2 separate regions of the Ovis aries genome follow, and region 1 is linked to region 2. Evidence: chromatin contacts called from public Hi-C data. All regions are on one chromosome and are shown on one strand. Each heading gives the region's core, a stretch centred on a gene start, on an enhancer-like site or on the middle of the called end of the contact. The rest is flanking DNA. Distances are from core to core; before and after follow the strand shown. Region 1 holds the start of NRP2 (neuropilin 2). Region 2 has its middle 120 kb from the start of TRNAS-GGA.

Evidence for each region. A called contact is a pair of places that touch in the nucleus more often than the background predicts.
Region 1: a Hi-C map of hypothalamus shows a contact between it and region 2, with 11 times the contacts expected there. The contact joins the promoter of NRP2 here to the enhancer-like site in region 2. A contact is called at or near these places in 5 of 16 Hi-C or Micro-C datasets (hypothalamus, mixed tissues, omental adipose tissue and 2 more).

Annotation. Positions count from the first base shown.
Region 1 is chr2:207,829,196-207,833,944 of ARS-UI_Ramb_v3.0, reverse strand. It overlaps NRP2 (neuropilin 2), which reads right to left and starts at 2,738. Exons shown (of 17, transcript XM_060410281.1): 1 at 1,793-2,738. The coding sequence starts at 1,865.
Region 2 is chr2:206,354,256-206,359,542 of ARS-UI_Ramb_v3.0, reverse strand. No RefSeq gene overlaps it. Among named protein-coding and RNA genes, the nearest start is that of TRNAS-GGA, 120 kb to the right of the region's middle. Within about 2 kb of position 2,307, at least 3 of the 54 cell types and tissues checked have an H3K27ac peak or open chromatin away from gene starts, as enhancers often do.

The sequences.
Region 1 (4,749 bases), core at 1,489-3,988, 1.5 Mb before region 2:
GCACACACGTACACACTCCGCGCAGCGCTCGGGGACAGATGTGAGAACATCTGGGGTACGAGATGGCCCCTGAGTCTTTACGACCCCTCCCACTCCGCACAGCACACAGAACCTGAAGTTGTGTGTGTGTGTGTGTGTGTGTGTGTGCGCGCGCGTGTCGATCTGTACGCCAGTGTGCGCGCACTCGCGCACCCGGGCCTACAGGAGTCCGTGCCTGAATACATAATATACCGTGGGCATCCTCGCCGCGCGCGCACGCGGACACACACACACACACACACACACAGCGAATCACACAAACATCCATAATTTATGCCGCTTTCAGGTCTGTGGGAGGTAATTTAATTTCGCCTCAAGCTGGGAATTTAGAATTAAGAGAACAGGGAACTGGAAGCCACAGGAAATTTCCCCAAGTGGGACCTGGACCCATCTCTTTCATACGATTTGCAGCTGCTCTGAAGACCAGTTACGGAAGAGAAAAAAGCAGCAAACGTGTGTGTCTGGAGAGTAAGGGCGTGCACGTCTTTCTTTCCCTCAAATAAACACCCAAGCTTCAAGTGGGGCGCGTGCCTGTGCTGGCGAGTGAGAATCAGAGTCCCCAGCTCCCGCAGGATCCACTAACCCGCTGTGATGGGAAGACCCGGGAGGCTGCCAGGGGTTTGTGCTACCGCTGCGGTGGCAGCCTTAGACGTGCCTCCGGGTAAGGGCACTCCAGGAAGTGTTTTTCTCCTCTCTTTTCTCCATTTCCTCCAGGGATGCTTTCCCCACTCTCAGTCACCTGTAGCAGCTTTTAAGAGTTTTGTCAGATTCCAGAGACTCTTGTCAGAGGGGAGAGAGGCTCAGCCCGGAGAGAGTGGTGTGGGGAAGCAAGACCGTCTCCCACTAGATTTTCTGGAACCAGAGAGCCCTTCTCTGAAAGAGCAGTGCCCCTGGCCAGCCTCCATTCCCCCCACCCGCCAAATACTTGCCCCAGACCATTCTGGGCCTTGCAGTGCTTATCTCTGCAGTCTGTCCACACACCCTTTTTGGCAGTGGTTGAGAACAAATTCTACCCAAAAGTTTCTAACCACTTCACAAGAGTGAGAGACCTTTGAGGGCCACGCAGTTTGTTTTATCTAATACTAGTTTTAAAAAGAACATATGATTTACTTCCCCCAGAAAATATATGGAGGCAGGAAAGAGAACTGGGTGACCAACCGCCTCCGTTAGCAGCAGCGCCCAGCCCAGAGCCGAGCCACGAGACAACTTGCTCCATCAGCCTGAGCCCAATGATTCGGAGGCTCATCCACACATTCTGCAAAGAAGCCACAGCATTGGAAAACCCAAACTAGATTCTTGTATTTCCCAAGCCCTTCAGTTCACATTGCTCAATGTAGCTAAGTGGAGGGAATGCAAATGATTTATATTTCGCTGGCTAGGTTGAAGAAACTCATGGGAGATGTGTTCTGCTTCAAGACAGGGGAAAAAAATTCCCCAAAACTGTAATGCAAAGGCTTTGTAGTATTTTTAAACCTTTGATTCAGTCCATATGTGACATCTGAACACCGCCAAATTCTGTCTATGTTTCAAAACACACACATAGTCACATACTCCTAGCAGGAAAGAAAAGTTGGGTTTTAGCAGCGGTGGTGGTATAGGGAGGGCCGACTGGGATCTCTCTCTGAATTATTCAGTATTGAGCGATCCTCCTTCTCTTGCCATTGCGTGTGGCCCCCTGCGTTAGCAGTTGTTTTTAAAGGTAAAGGCACGCTGAAATGAATTAAAAAAAAAAAAAAACTTTCGGGGGGCTTACCTGCTTGGCCTCTCACTTCATGTCCTGAAAAGTAGAGAGCTAGGAAAATCCAGGTGAGAGGAAACATATCCATGTTGGAGAAGGTTTTCTCCAGAGCTGTTTTTATAGATTTCTTGTTTAATGGTAAGTCTTTGTGTTTTTCGCTCCTTGTGTTCTTCCTTAGTGTCCTCTGCAAAGGTTCCTACCGGTCAGTGTTTCCCTTCTGAGTCCTGGCGGCCTGTCGTCACCTTTCTTCTTGCTGGGTCCCCACCTCACCAGAGGAGGGTAGCTCTTGAAATCAGCAAAGAGGGAGCAAGCCGGGAAGAGAGGATGGATTTCCTCTCTTAAAAACAAAACGCATCTATGTCCTCTCCAGTTCCTCAAAGTATCATTTCCTTTATCCTACAACATCCCGAGTATTTCCCGTTAGCCAAGCGTAAAAAAAAAAAAAAAAAGAATAAAAATACAAGCCAAGACTTGCCTTGGGCATCACACGGCCCCCAGGCAGCTGTGTGATCTCAGAGGCGTACACTGACATACATCCCTCGGCACTGGGGACCGGCACGCGGGCGGAGGCACAGACCGCCGGACGGCCCGAGCGCGAGGCGGCCGCCCAAGCTCTTGCCCTCGCCGGGTTCCCCTAGCGGGAGCCTCCCCTAACGGCTACACCCGCTTGGCCAGCCTCGCGAGGGGAGTCTGAGGAAGGAAGCTGCTGCTGCTGCGGCTGCGGCTGCTGTGGCTGCTGGTGGTGCGGCGGCGGCGGCGGCGGCGGCTGGGATCGCCTGGGAGTGAGCGAGCCCCTCTCCGAGTTCGCCCGCGCCCGCCCTCACCTCCACCTCGCCCAGCGCCCGGCAGAGTGTCTGCGCGTCTGAGGATGTGCTGGGGGCGGCTGCGGGCTGGTGCCTAGCTCGCGTTCTCTGCTTCCCCTCCGGCTCCCCCCGCTGCCTTTTCAGGCCGAGCAGCATGTGGATGTCAGAGCCGCGGCAGAGCTATCCGATTACGCGCCGGCTCAGGGCCCGCCCCTTCTGTGTTCCTGATTAAAGAGGCAGCCGCGGAGACGCGCGGCGCAGAGGCGAGTGCCGCGGCACCCAGCTCGGGCGGGGCGGCGGCGGCTTTCCCCCGGCAGCGGCCGGATCAAAGTTAAGGCAGCTCCCCCCTCAAGCCACCCATCTCCCCCCAGCACCTCCCGCCACCCTGGCACCTCCGCTGCCGGGTTTCGCCAGGCCGCCCGTGCGTAATGCCCTGCAGAAGGAGCGCCCCCGGGCACCTCCCGGGCGCGCTGCCCTTGGCCACTTGGCCCCCGTTCGAGGGAGACTCCTCGGGAAACGGAGGAAATTCTTGTCCCCCCGCCCCCGATTCCCCGACTCCGGTGCCACACACGTAGAGCCCAGCACAATGCCACGCGCAATGGCGTTACAAGAGGAGTTGGGTGGCGTACGGTGTTTGGAGCAGGGAACCCGGCAGCAGCTCAGCCATGCGTTCGCGCCGGCAGCAGTGCGTGGCGGCGACACACACGTTCAGCCCTGGCTGAATAAAACCCCAAACACTCCTTGCGTTTACTACTCAGATCCTTTGTTGTGTCCCAAACATACTCCTCTCTTCTCTGCGTGAGGGTTTAGTTTTTCCTGCGTCCCTAACTTGTAACTATCTGAAGAGGAAAGACGTTCTTCAAAGCAATTTTTCAGGTAATTAAATTGGATTCCGCCAACCTTCCAAAAATGTCCAGGTAGGAAGACTTCTCAAAATGCTACAGAAAGTACTTCTTTTCACATTTTCCCGGTGGTAATGTGGTCACACCGCCGAGGAAAGAAAACAGCATTATGCCAACTATTTTTTAAATGGAGGCGTGAAAACTGTTTAGAGGGAGCCTCGAGCTAACAGTTGGGAAAACACTTGCGTTTTTGTTTCGAAGGATGTCTTTGTGGGTTCCAAACTGTCTTGCTTCACTAGGCACCTATTACTACAGTATCATAAAGATTCTAACAGAAACAGTCTAAACACTCTGCGTATACCTTTTCTCCCACTCCACAGATTAAGAAAAATAAAGTTTTGGTGACAAGAAACACACACACATCTGACTATTCCATTTATTTCTTTGCCTGTGCTGGTGGATTCTTCTGGGTGGTTTTCCTCCTTATCTGGACTTGCCATTAGCTTTGTTTATCACTTTTAGTGTCTGAAAAATCTGTAGCTCCCACTTAACTGTTATTTACACTGAGATAACCAAAACAAAATTGAATCAGAAGTCATTTGCAAATAGTTGCGCCAGGCCGTGCAAGGACTTACCGTGCTGTGTAAATGCACAGGCTGCCTATCACACTGTTAATCTCAGACGCCTGGTGTGAAAGGGCATTTAAGCGAGGCCTGGTGAGTTCTTCCAATGTGCATATCCCCAGATTGGCCCAAAGCCTACCTCTCATTCCTTTCCTTTTTTTTCCCCTTCTCTCCCCTTCCTTCTTTCCCTCCTTTCTTCCTGGCCTTGAGAGCACATCCATATTATTGAAAACTCCAAATTTACTATTTTTTCCTGTTTAAATGTCAATTGTAAAGAAAGACCACTGCTCCCCCAGTGTTTAATGGAGTAAAGAGGCAGTCTGGAGTTTGAACCTCAATTTGAGGTCTCTGCTTCTGTCATTGCCAAGTTACTAACTTAGGGACATTATCTACAGTGGCAGAGGCCCAATAACGAAAGTCACTTAGAATCATGTCCCCCTACCAACCAACCTAGCAAGTGCTCAACAGGGAAGGATTCTGAGAACATTATAGCCAGAGTTCAGATGAAGGGGAGACAGAAAGTAAAAGTAAACTGAAGCCCATTGGGAAACCGTAAGAGTGAAATTCTGGACTTTCTGCTGTTAGGGTCTCAGGGCTGAAGGTCCCCATGAGGCTGCTTTGAGGGTCTGGTATGGCAGGGAGAAGGGTCAGTCTCAGTGTTCTGTTCCTGGACTTGATTTCCAGTCATGGATTTTAATTTTACA
Region 2 (5,287 bases), core at 1,058-3,557:
AACCACGAGAGGGCTTCCCAGGTGGCACTAACGGTAAAGAACCCGCCTGCCAATGCAGGAGACCTAAAAGACTTGGGTTCAATCCCTGGATCAGGAAGATCCCCTGGAGGAGGGCATGGCAACCTACTCCAGTAGTCTTGCCTGGAGAATCCCATGGACAGAGGAACCTGGCAGGCTACAGTCCACAGCCAGAAAGAGTTGGACATGGTACAGCAACACAGCACACAGAATCACCAGAAAATGTTAAAACTGAAATTCTGCTCCCCCTCGCAAGAGCTTCTTATTTAGGGGTCTGGCGTAGGGCCTGAAAATGTGCATTTCTTATGAGTTTCCAGCTGATATTGATGCTCCTGGTCCAGGGGCCACACCTTGAGAACAGCTTCTCCAGGGCACCAGTTCTCAAACCTGACTGCACGTTTATCCTATGTACTTAAAAATATGAAGCTTCAAAGACATACTGATTCCCAGCTCTACCACCAGACAAATGAAATGAGAATCTCTGGGAATGCAGCCCCAGTGTCAAAGTCATTGTCAACTCTTTAAGTGATTTTTAATATGAATTGAGAATCCCTGCTCTAGAACATGGCTTCCAAAATAACTTTCCATACAGTGTCCAGACAGGAACACAGGATGCCGTGCTCATCCTCAGTGTAGCTTCTGGTACTATCACTTTTCAGAATTTGGCTTAAATGGACTTTTTTTTCTGAAATACCTTCTGTATCGACCATCAAAACTCCATCTGCCTTGCACGGGTTACCTCTAACCCTATCTCTTTCTGAAGCCTTCTTGTAGGTCAAAGGCCAGCTCAGAGGCATCATTTCTTGAGCTTCTTAAATACATTGCTTTCTAATTCCAGTCACGTTTGAGATTCTTACTAACCTCACCTTGGGCCTTCTTCCTTCCTGTCCGGATAGCCCTCCTGAGAACTTCTTTTGGAAACTTGTGCCAGCACTAGGGTTTTTCTGTATAACCATTGGTCTTCCCTCACAGCTCCCAAGTGCCCTGCAGGTAGGAGCTGGGTCTTCACCATCCTACCTGTCTCTCCCAAAGCTCTGGGACACACTGTCCTACCCTAGCTGCCACTCAGCACCTATGAGTTGTTCTGCATGCGCACCTCTGTAGATCTTGACATCTGTGTTCTCATAATCTTGGTATTTGTGTCCTTGTCTTAACCCTTCTACTAGTATAACCTTCTTGAGGGCAGGGACTGTACCATACACACCTTTATGTCTGCCCCACCCCCACCCACACACTCCTCTGGGTTCTTGCTACTCAAACTGTGGTCCACAGACCAGCAGCATTGGCAACATCTGCTGCTCCTTAAAATGCAGACACCTGGGCCTTACCTGCTGCTGCTGCTGCTGCTGCTAAGTCGCTTCAGTCATGTCCAACTCTGTGCAACCCCATAGATGGCAGCCCACCAGGTTTCCCTGTCCCTGGGATTTTCCAGGCAAGAACACTGGAGTTGGTTGCCATTTCCTTCTCCAATGCATGAAAGTGAAAAGTGAAAGTAAAAAGTGAAAGTGAAGTTGCTCAGTCGTGTCCAATTCTTAGCGACCCCATGGACTGCAGCCCACCAGGCTCCTCAGTCCATGGGATTTTCCAGGCAAGAATACTGGAGTGGGGTGCCATTGCCTTCTCTGGGCCCTATCTAGACTTACTGAATTAGAATCTGCATTTTAACAAGATCCTCAGGTAATATGTATACACACTAAAGTTTGAGAGGCATTGCTTTAGAAGGTAAAATAGAGTGGGTTCTGATCTGAACTTTGAAGCCTGGGATCTTGAGTGAGTTATGTCTACCATACCAGTTCCCGCATCACTAAATAAGTCTTCATCTCACAGCGATAGAGGGAGCTTTACACAATGTAATGTGATTAAATTGTGTCATGTCAGTAAAACCCTCAGAACGTTATAAGCCCTCAATGACACAGTATGAACTATTATTCCTCAATTAAAAATGGTTAACTTTAATTGATTTTGAACTGCCACCCAGAATAGATAAGAAAATGAAACCCAGTTCTGCATGGATTTCAGAAACATGAAATATAAAAGGCAATAAATAAAAATATTAAAAAAAAAAAAACGTTTTGCAAATGCGAAGGAGCATGTCAAATCATTCCTGTGTTGAACCCTAAGCAATGCAGCGGCTGGAGCTTTTAAATGTACCATCACCTAATTTTCTGCTGTGTCACCAGGTTTTCCTCTACTGCGCAATTCTTTCAGGCCGCCTTTATTCTGTTCGACCTAAAGAACAACTTTGTACAGAGCATTTTGTTTCTCAGACAAATCTCTTGTTGCTGTGGCGATTACCTCAGCAGCCATAAAATGTGCAGCTTGCTTGGCTGAAACGTATGCACACACTGCCCCCTAGGGGATCTACTCTGTCATGACCCTCAAAACCAAAAAAAAACCCAAAATCTCTGGGCGTCAGGGGTGGGTGAAGTTGGCTTAGAGGGAAAGGGCTGACCCTCTGACTGTGATAGTCTGTAGAACTTTGAAGTTACTCCTGAGCCAGCATGAATGTTAAAGAATAATCTAACACCACGGTGGGGCTCACTAGAATTTATGAAATAGAATTTGATACATATGACCTGGGTTTGATTCCTTCAAATGTTAGGAATAAGGGCATTGACTTCAATGAACATCTGAGATGACAACCAACCTTTGAAGTGAAAATTTAACTACACAGTATTTACTGAATGAAAATGATACATTTATACCTCACAACAAAGTCACCAGATCAAGACTTTTGGGAGAATAGGGTAGAGTTGGCAAATGACGAAATGCATTCACCCAATAGTTATTGAGAGGCTACAGGTACATGGTTGTTGGGGACTTGGCGCTTCTCACTGAATCAGAGATGAAGATCCCTGCTCTCATGGGTCTGGAATCTAGTTAATATCAGGAGTATCCCTCTTGTACACCTGCTGTCTCCTGCTTGGGTGGTTCCAGGAGACGCTGAAAGGAAGACAAGGCAGTCAGTGCTCCATGAGTACTTCAGAGGCAGCTCACAGGCAAACCCTGCCTCCTTGTGACCTAATGGGGGTTTTCTTCTTCTTTCCTATTTGTTTTCTTCTTGTTCATTTTTTTTGTTATTGGCTGTTTTGATGTAGTATGAATATCATATACAGCTGACTCCTGAACAGCACTGTGTGTGTTACGTGGTATATGTGTGTTACGGTCATATGTGGATTTTCTTCAGTAGTTAACACTATAGTACTATACTATCAGCAGTTGGTTCATGCCACTGGATCCAGAACCACAGTCAGGAGGGTTTGTGAACTGCGTATGTAATATATACAGGGAGGGCCAAATATATATTACACGGAGATTTTCGACGGCATGGATCGCGGGTGCCATTAGCTCATGCTGTTAAGGGATCAACTGTACACATATCTATGGATTCATCAGTAGGTAGGTAGGTAGGTAGGTAGGTAGATATCTTTGCTGGGGAATGTGCTACAGCACATCATGGAATCTGATCCTGTCTTAGGCCTGGAGTTGGGAATGGAGAAGAACTTTAAGGAATCTCCTTGGTAGCTCAGTGGTAAAGAAGCCGCCTGCCAATACAGGAGACACCAGTTCGATCCCTGCTCTGGGAAGATCCCATATGCCACAGAACAACTAACTCCGTGCGCCTCAACAACTGAGCCTGTACTCTAGAGCCCAGGAGTCTCACGCAACTGCTTAGCCCGAGTGCCACAACAACTGAACCCTGAGTGCCCTGGAACACGTGCTCCACAAGAGAAGCCAGTGCCACGGGAAGCCCATGCACTGCAACCAGAGAGGAGCCCCTGCTCTCCACAACTAAACAAAAGCCTGTGCAGCAAGGCGGACCCAACATAGCCCAAAGTAAATAAATAAATTCAATTATAAAAAAAAGAAACCTCAGTGAAGGAGTGCCGAGAGGCAGTCAGCAGAATCAAACTGACTTCTGCTAAGAGGAGGCCCCAGCATATTCACCAGCAACTAGGGTGCAAAGGCCCCATTTGAACCCACACACTTGGTGTGTCAGGACTCTGTACCCACCTCCCGGTCGCCTCCACTGCCTGCTGACAGTCTGTAATTCCCTCCTCATCACCACTGTGGAGACGCTTTGGCTATGCCCCCTTGCTGCGGCTGTGCCGTGGAGGTGGCTGGAGTCCCTTTGCCTGCAGGGTTGCTAAGGGCCAGGTCTGCAGTGACTACTGAACCCTTGCCTGGAGCCCTTCCGGAAACAGTGCTCCAGCAGACAGGGAGTCTGAGGGGACATCATCCAGCCCAGGGTGGTCTCACGTGCGCAGCACCCCTCCCACCTTTCCCTAGAAGCTCCTGAGGTCCGTGTCCTTCCTCTTCCTCCAAGGCTGTCTGGCGCCAGGATTGAGAAAACTCAGTGAAAGAATGTCTTCCTCCACACAGTTCTCAGTTTGGATTCATTGCTGAGCTCACATGCCCTTCCCATCAACCGATCACTCTGGCACATTAATTGCATGCCCCGTGTCCTGCTGCATGGTGTCCTGCCTGTCCTGCTTTCTGCAGAGTCTCTCTAGTACTGTAAGTGTGCACCACGTGATAAGGCACTCAGTAGGGAGATGGGATAGGGACTGTCCAGGGAGCACTGGCTATGCACGGGGCACTGTCCATTTCTTGTTTTAATTCACCCATCCTCATGCAACTCCCATTTTTTTCTAGCTGAGAAACAGGAATTATGCAGAGCCTAAGCAACTAGTTCAACATCATCTAGCTGTACATGGTGAGGACAGAATGGAAACCCACAAGTCTAACTTCAAAGCCTTTGTCCACTATGGTTTGCTACTTCCCTTGGTGTGAGGGTCCCTATTTGAGCCCTTCCTGCCTCCTTGTTTGGGAAGTAAAACTGATAATTCATTTATTAGGGAAACTTCCAGCAATGTAGGAGTTGAGGGTTAATCCTGAATTCAAGAATTCTTTCTCACTTCTATCCTTCCTTCTTGGACTGGGTTGCAGCATTTCTTCCCAGCTCTGCCTCTAGATCAATACAGCCTTTCAGGACCCTCTCCTCTCCTCAAAGGCAAATACCAACTTTCAGCTTTGGCTTCTTGGCACAAGACAGAATATAAACTCTGCAGCAAACCAGGTGCCCCAGGAACCAGCTGTGGGAATTGCTCTGCTACCAAACACTTTATATGCCTGTCAGTGATTTCCTAACAAATGGCTTCGTGGAGACCTTTCTCTTCCAGGTCAGCTGCTGCGTGTCCACCCCAGGCTGCTAGAGGCCTGGTTCCTATACTCTTTCCTGCTCTGGGAAATGGCACAGAAACCCTAA